Regions from separate parts of the Sus scrofa genome. Here region 1 is linked to region 2. Evidence: chromatin contacts called from public HiChIP or PLAC-seq data. All regions are on one chromosome and are shown on one strand. Each heading gives the region's core, a stretch centred on a gene start, on an enhancer-like site or on the middle of the called end of the contact. The rest is flanking DNA. Distances are from core to core; before and after follow the strand shown. Region 1 holds the start of DENND1C (DENN domain-containing protein 1C). Region 2 holds the start of ADGRE1 (adhesion G protein-coupled receptor E1).

What was found. HiChIP or PLAC-seq counts read pairs in DNA pulled down with a chosen protein or histone mark.
Region 1: an H3K27ac HiChIP or PLAC-seq map of alveolar macrophages shows a contact between it and region 2. The contact joins the promoter of DENND1C here to the promoter of ADGRE1 in region 2. A contact is called at or near these places in 1 of 5 promoter capture datasets (fetal liver) and 1 of 2 datasets of contacts at active chromatin or transcription factors (alveolar macrophages).

What each region holds. Positions count from the first base shown.
Region 1 is chr2:72,609,125-72,613,170 of Sscrofa11.1, forward strand. DENND1C (DENN domain-containing protein 1C) reads left to right here and starts at 1,419. Exons shown (of 23, transcript XM_003480816.4): 1 at 1,419-1,567; 2 at 2,765-2,829; 3 at 2,910-2,953; 4 at 3,080-3,129; 5 at 3,702-3,821; 6 at 3,914-3,983. The coding sequence starts at 1,551.
Region 2 is chr2:72,303,549-72,307,339 of Sscrofa11.1, forward strand. ADGRE1 (adhesion G protein-coupled receptor E1) reads right to left here and starts at 2,377. Exons shown (of 42, transcript XM_021083974.1): 1 at 2,234-2,377. The coding sequence starts at 2,264.

The sequences.
Region 1 (4,046 bases), core at 169-2,668, 300 kb after region 2:
TGTGTGTGCATTCATATGCTTATGCTCTCCCCCCTTCCCCAAGCACTTCCTCAGCATGGAAATACCCTTGCACCCAGAGTCATATGGACATGCACAGAATGAAAATCCCCAGTCATCCACATCCTCACTCAGCCCAATAGACTAGACACAAATTCCACAGGCACGCGGACACACCGCATTCACCCCCATATATCCCAGGCCATGCCGGGTCACATGTGGATTCATGCAAATTCTCACCCATATCCATATAGACATTCTCAATATCTTGCAGGAGGCTGAGCAATCTTGCAGACTCGGGTACATTTTTCCTTCTTTTTATTCAGCTGCTTTCTTTCTTTCTTTTTTTTTTTTTTGGCTGTGCCTGTGGCATTTGGAAGTTCCAGAGCCAGGGATAGATCCCTTGTCACAGCAGTGACCCAAGCCACAGCAGTGATAATGCCAGATCCTTAACCCACCAAGCCGCCAGGGAATTCCAACTGCTTCATTTTGACTCTCTGAGTTTGTCTGTGTGATTTCGTGTGTGTGCATGACCACGAGTACCTATTTTGTGTCCTGCCTTTGTGCCGGCAAGTGTGTCTATGTATCTTTGTTTTTCAACGTGACTGTCTGCTTGGGTGTCTGCCTGTTTCTGAGTCTGCAGCTCTGCTTGAGTGGGTGTCTGGCTGTGTGTCTCTCTGTGTGTGTGACTAGATCTGGCTATAAATTTGACTTGTGGCTGGGCCCAACTGTGTCTGTCCCCTTGTTACTGCTCTATGTCTATGCGCTTTGCGTTTCTGTCTCTTGTCTGGGTCTCCTTCTCTGTTGTCCTCTTTGAATTGCCGGCTGTGGTCTCTGCATGTGTGTCTGCTGTTGGTTGTCTCTGTCTGGAACTGTCTGCCCGCTGCTACTGTGTGTTGTCTTTCTGCATCTGTCATCTAGATGGACAAGGACTGCTCCATGCTTGTGCTGTCAGTTTGTGTCCATGACTATGTTCTGCCCACATGACTTGATATCTCTCTGTGTCTGTTTGTCATCTGTGGCTGTGCTGATCTGTTTGTCTGTGCTGGTCACTTCCTGGCCCTGTGTCTGTTGTCTGTCTGTGTGTATGTTTTGTCTGTTGTCTGTCCACCTGCCTGGTACTATGTCCCCTCTCCAGCCTGGCTCCCTCTGGTGGTCATACAGGGAATGGCCAGCGCAGATGGACCAAAGGAAAGCAAGTTGAGGGAAGAGGAAGCATTTTAGGCAAACTGGAATACTTGGCTGCCACAGAGAGGAAGGCTTGGGTGTGATATCAGGGTCCAGATGTGGCCCAGCCTGGCAGCATGAAGCTGGGGGTCTAGCCGATGAGCCTGCACCACCTGCTGCCCACCTATCCAGTGGAAGGCTCTAAGCAGGATGCCTAGGTCTCTGGTTGTGGGTGGGGGCGGGGACCTGCCTCCGGGGACGTCACCCATTAAACTTCCTCTCTAAGCCACACAGGAAGCTGAGCCAGCTCAGGGCCCAGCCCTGTGAAAACACAGGCCCCCAGGACCCTGGGGAAAGGGCCCCGCTGGGCCAGCCCTGCAGGGACCATGGGATCCACAGCCGAGTAAGAGCCACCCCCTCTCCCATCCTCTGGACCAAGATTCCCAGACCAGGCCTGGGCTGGGGCCAAGGGAGGCAAGGTTGGGGCAGGTCCAGGAGGGACCGTGAGCCACAGGGACAGGTGGCTGGAATCTGAGCAGGACTCTCAGCGGGCATACAGTATGGACTCTACCCTCTGGCACACTCAGGCCACTTGGGACCTTCTAATCCCTCCCTCTCTCTCTTTCTCTCTCTCTCTCTCTCCTCTTGGCTCTATACAACTAAGTTTGTAACTCTGAACGTGTGTCTCTTGGTGTAATTTCTGAGTGATGGGGAGGCTGGCTTCCGGGGGTTCAGCAGCAGGGACGGGGGCGGGGGTCCTCTGTGTATCCATGTGTGTGATTTGCTGTGTGGGTCCTGTGTCGGCGTGAGGATGAAGGGATGGGGGTCCCCATATTTGAGACTGTGTGTCTGCACTCACTCCCCATTCTCTTCTTCTCTCTTTCTCCCCAAGACCAAGTCCCAGCATCCCCTGCGTGGTGGACGGGGGAGGGAGGAGGGGAGGAAGGCAGAGACTGCATGGTTTGCAAAAGGACCAGGGCATACTGCTTTCCCTCCTCTGATGAGAAATCTGGGGTTGGTATCCAGGACCCCAGGAAGTCTCATACTCAAAGACACACATGCAGGGGCTCAGACATAGACCCAGTGACCTGCATGGCCTTGCAAGAAAATGGAGGTGATATTCACCCTCACTCTGGCCACACCTACAATCAATCTTACCTGACACATATCCTGGACACTATTTTTCTTTTTTTGCCTTTTTTTTTTAGGGCCGGGCTTGCAGCATACAGAAGTTCCCAGGCTAGGAGTCAAATCAGAGCTGCAGCTGCCAGGTCTGCCCCACGGCCACAGCATGCAGGATCCACACCCCATCTGCAACCTATACACAGCTCATGGCAATGCTGGATCCTTAACCCACTGAGGCCAGAGATCAAAACTGCATCCTCATGGATACTTGTTGGGTTTGTAACCCCGGAGCCAAAACGGGAACTCCAGCCCTGGACAGTCTTATCCTTTCAGGCAGATACAGAATAGAGTCACACACACACACACACACACACACACACACACAGGCATGCACACATGTGTAGACTCCGCACAGACACAGCCATATACACAGAAGGGAGTCCCTGGACCCACTAAACACTTTCCTGTCCCACAGAGGGGATCCCCCTGCTGTGTTTGATTGGTTCTTCGAAGCGGCCTACCCTGCCTCCCTGCAGGAGGGTGAGTGGGGGCCTTGGTGGGGGTGGGAAGATGGGGGGGTGGGTCCAGGACCTTCAACTTAGGGCCCGCTCTCCACGCAGATCCCCCTATCCTGCGGCAGTTCCCCCCAGACTTCAGGGACCGGGTACGTAGGCTGGTTCCTTGCTTCCCCCCCTTGCCCAGGGCCTGCCCACCTGGCGGAGGGGATGGGGGCTCAGGGGTGGGGCCCAACCCGAGTGGCCAAGCAGTGTGTGCTTCTCTCCACCCCCAGGAGGCTATGCAGATGGTGCCCAAATTCTGCTTCCCTTTTGATGTGGAAAGGTATGGAAGGAAGCAGACACCCAAGGACCCGGAGACTCAGACCCCAGGGACTCAAACACTCAGAAACTCAGATATCAGACACCATATCCCCAGGGACACTGGGGCTCAGGGACCCAGGGACTCAGACACTTAGGCACCTGGGGACTCTGACAAATAGTGACTTAAACACAAAGGGACTCATTTACCCAGAGACCCAGGGGTCCAGGGGCCCAGGGATCTAGGGGTGTAGGGACCCAGGGACGCAGGGATCCAGGGGCTCAAGGACCCAGGGACTCAGAGGTACAGGGCCTCAGGGAGTCAAGGCCTCAGGGATCCTGGGGCTTAGGGACCCAGGGACTCAGATCCAGGACCTCAGGGTGTCAAGGGCTCAGAGACACAGGGACTCAGGGATGGGGGACCAGGGATCCAGGGCCTCAGGGATCCAGGGGCTCAGGGACCCTGACATCTAGGGACCTATACACTCAGGGCCCCAAACGGTGAATGCAGTACTAGGAGTATTGCTGGGGGCATGGAGAGGGGTGGTCAGGGAGGTGGGATGCTTAGGTCTCTCTGAGAGCCTTTCCTGCTTCCAGGGAGCCCCCCAGCAGCGCTGTACAGCACTTCACCTTTGCCCTCACGGACCTGACTGGTACCCGCAGATTTGGTTTCTGCCGCCTTCGTGCTGGTGCCCACAGTTGTCTGTGCATCCTCAGGTGTTAGGATATAGGGGTCTGGGCATGGGAGCTGGTGGGGAAAGGGCCTCTGCCTAGGGGCACTGCGTGGAAACTGTGTCTTCTCTCCACAGTCACCTGCCTTGGTTTGAAGTGTTTTACAAGCTGCTAAACACAGTGGGGGACCTCCTGGCCCAGGACCAAGTGAGACCAGCCCCCTTGGTATTCCCGAAGAGGTCCCAGCCCCCACCACACTAAGCCCCAGCC
Region 2 (3,791 bases), core at 1,127-3,626:
ACAGCAACACCAGATCTGAGCTGCAACTGTGACCTACACCACAGTTCACGGTAATGCCGGCCCCTTAACCCACTGAGCGAGGCCAGGGATCGAACCCGCGTCCTCATGGATGCTAGTCTTGTTCATGATGCTAGTCTTGTTCATTAACCACTGAGCCACGATGGGAACTCCTGTAGTATTAATTTTTTTGGGGAGAGTAAGACAATTCATTTTTTTTAATGTCTAAAAGGCAGCCCAGTCCCCCGTATTTAGTTCCTCTCCAACTACATCATCATCATCACCCTCATCATCACCATCATCTTCAGCATCACCATCACCAGTCTCACCAGCATCTTCACCACCACCATCATCATCCCCATCATTATCATCACTGCTATCAACCTCATCATTATCTTCAGCATCACCATCATCACCACCACCATCATCATTATCCCCATCATCATCATCACCATCACCAGTGTCATCACCACCACTCTTTGTTTCTTGCGGGCAGAATAAAGAGTGCTAATGGCAGGGAGTTCCCGTGGCGCAGTGGTTAACGAATCTAACTAGGAACCATGAGATTGCAGGTTCGATCCCTGGGCTTGCTCAGCGGGTTAAGGATCCGCGTTGCTGTGAGCTGTGGTGTAGGTGGCAGATGCAGCTCAGATCCCACATTGCTGTGGCTCTGGCGTAGGCCGGTGGCTACAGCTCCGATTTGACCCCTGTCCTGGGAACCTCCATATGCCGTGGGAGCAGCCCAAGAAATGGTAAAAAGACAAAAAAAAAAGAGTGCTAATGGCTAATCCCAGTGCTGACACCCCCAAAGAAACAAGGCCACAATTCAGGATTTGGGGTCCACAGTCACCTGCTCTTTCTAATGAAACCTGCCACTCAACAAGTCTCACAAACCTAAACTTCCAACTTCCCTCAGTATCACTAATTGAAATTTCTCTTGCTCTTTAGTTATTTTAGAGGCAACAGAGCATCATGTTTAAGCATATCAACTCTGACATCACATGTTTGGTGTCAAAATCTAGCTTCACCAATTACAGACTGTGCGGCCTTGGGAAAGTTACTTAATTTCTTTGTGCCTATGTTTTCTCTTATGTGTAATAAGGGAAACAAATCCACTGTACAACAGCTGAGGAAACCCACACTTGTTGCTTAGAAAAGGTCTCCTATTCTTAGATTTGAACCAATGATGAAAACTCACAAGACCCATGAAGGGAACAATGACATGAAAAAAGCAAGACCAAGAAAAACTGACACCTGAAGAAAAAGAAATAAAAGAACAGGAAAGGAGTTCTCATCTTGGAGCAGCAGAAATGAATCTGACTAGTGTACATGAGGACGTGAGTTTGATCCCTGGCCTCGCTCAGTGGGTTAAGGATCCAGCGTTGCTGGGAGCTGTAGTGTTGGTCACAGATGCAGCTTGGATCCTGCATTGCTGTGGCTGTGGTGTAGGCCAGCAGCTGTTGCTCTGATTCAACCTCTGGCCTGGGAACTTCCATAAGCTGTGGGTGCAGCCCTAAAAAGAAAAGAAAGAAAGAAAGAAAGAAAAGAAATACCTTCCCTGGTTTCCTCCTTCTATATAACCCCCGATCACACTATACGACAGCTTCTTTCATAGCTCTTATCACCCCTGGAATGCCCCGTTTTATATATTCTTCGGAGCAGCATAGTTTAGGAATAAAACATACAGACTCTGGAACCAGGCTGGCTTTAAAACCCTGGCTCTACTCCCTTATTACATAAGTGGTCTTGGGCAAGTTATTCAATTTCTTTTACCTCATTTTTTTCTCCTTTGTAAAATGGGACTGTTTCAGGACCCAATATCAGAGGAATTTAGTGAAGACTGAATATGTTCTCTATTTGAGGAACTTAGAACAGTGCTAAGTGAGTGGTTGCTATTACCGTTAGTGGCTTCCTTTCTGCCTACCTCTTCCTGCTGGTAAGTCAGCCTCACAGGGCAGGAACTTTGTCTGTTCACTGCTCTATCCTCAGTGCCTAGAACGGCAGCTGGTACACGGTGGGTGCTCAGAAAATACATGCCAAATGAAGGACTATAAAGAAATTCTTTCTTGGCAGATGAATTCCCTGATTTTTATCAAAGCTTTCCTGATGAAGATGTTTGCAGTGTCCAGTCTAGAATTATGATCTCTTGGCTGGATAGCCCAAGGCCCTCCCTTTTCCCTGCAGCCTATATCCAGTGTAATCTTCCCCCGGACTCCCTAGTCAGCCTCATACTCACCCCAAAAGAGAAGGAAACTGAAGCTCCACATCTTGCTGTGTTTCTGTCATTCGAAGAGGAGAATCTTTTCTCTGTTCCCAGAGTTTTTAATAACAGAGGGTGTGGAGAGAGGGGAAGGGCAGAGCCAGCATTGCTCAATGCAACCAGAGCATCACAGCCCTTTTTGCTGAGTTGCCACCACTCGGAAAGGACAGTGTAGCAAACCCCTAATTTTCTCCTTTCTCCACAGTGTAGAGAGGTTGGTCTGGCTGGTGGGTCAGTGTGTGGATCCATCTCCCTCTCTCTCTCTCTCTTTCCTTCCTGCTGGATTCTTTCTTTCTTTTTTTTTTTTTTTAATTGCAGCATAGTTAATTTACAATGTATACACATATATATTCTTTTTCAGCCTTTCCATTACAGGTTATTATAAGATACTGAGTATAATTTACTGTGCTATATAGTAGGTCCTTGTTGTTTATCTCTTTTATATACAGTAGTGTGTATATGTTAATCCCAAACTCCTCATTTATCTCCCCCTTCCACTTTGTTCTTTCCCCACCAACATCTATCTCCCATTTCTCATCATCTTATTTTATTGCACCCAGTAATAAATGAGCTTCCACCATCTATCCCCAATGAAGCAAGACCAAAACTCAAGGGTCCTTTCCCAGTTTTCCCCGTACAATAACCACCATAAACCTCAAGTACCAGGCACTGTGCTAAATATGTTTCCAAGAAAATTTAATTTCATCGCCATGTCAGCATCATCAAGTAGGGATTCCTACCCCTACCTATCTCATTTAAAAATACAATAGAATGGAAATTGCAACTACCAACCCCAAGCTCCCTGTCAACTATTACATTTAGAATGGATGAGCTAAGCAATGGGGTCCTGGCTGCACAGCACAAGGAAATATGTCCAGTCTCTTGGAATAGAACATGACGGAAGACAGTATGAAAAAAAGAATGTATATACATGTATGTTTGGGTCACTATGCTGTGCAGCAGAAATTGATACAACGCTGTAAATCAACTACACTCTAATAAAAAATAAAGAAAGAAAAGTTAAAAATAAAGATGCTAGAAACAAAAAAGAAAAAAGGAAACTGAGGCTTGGAGAGAAGATGTGTCTTGTCCAAGACTACCTGGACTTGAGATTTGAATCCAGGACCCTCTGACCCCAAAGACTAGAACTTTCACCATTTTGTTTGCCTTCAGCTCCCCATAATATCTGATCACTGTCGGTGACACTCCCACTCCATCCCCCCTCCCCAAGCCCAACCGAAGACACACATACACATGCAACTTCTCATAAACAGGGTGGCCTAGGAATATCTTAGTTAGGGTCTCCCAGATGCAGAGGCTGAGACAAGGCGTCTAGTGAAAGCAGTTCATCAGGGAGGTGACCCCAAAAACGCTCCAGCTGAGGATGGGAGAAGTGAGAGAAGGAAGGAAAAGAGCCCACAATGAATGTTATCCAGTAAGTTACCCAGTAAAAAACTGAAACTGAAACAGAGGTTGAGGACATCTGTGCTATGTAGTAGGTCCTTGTTGTTTCTCTCGTTTATATGTAATTGTG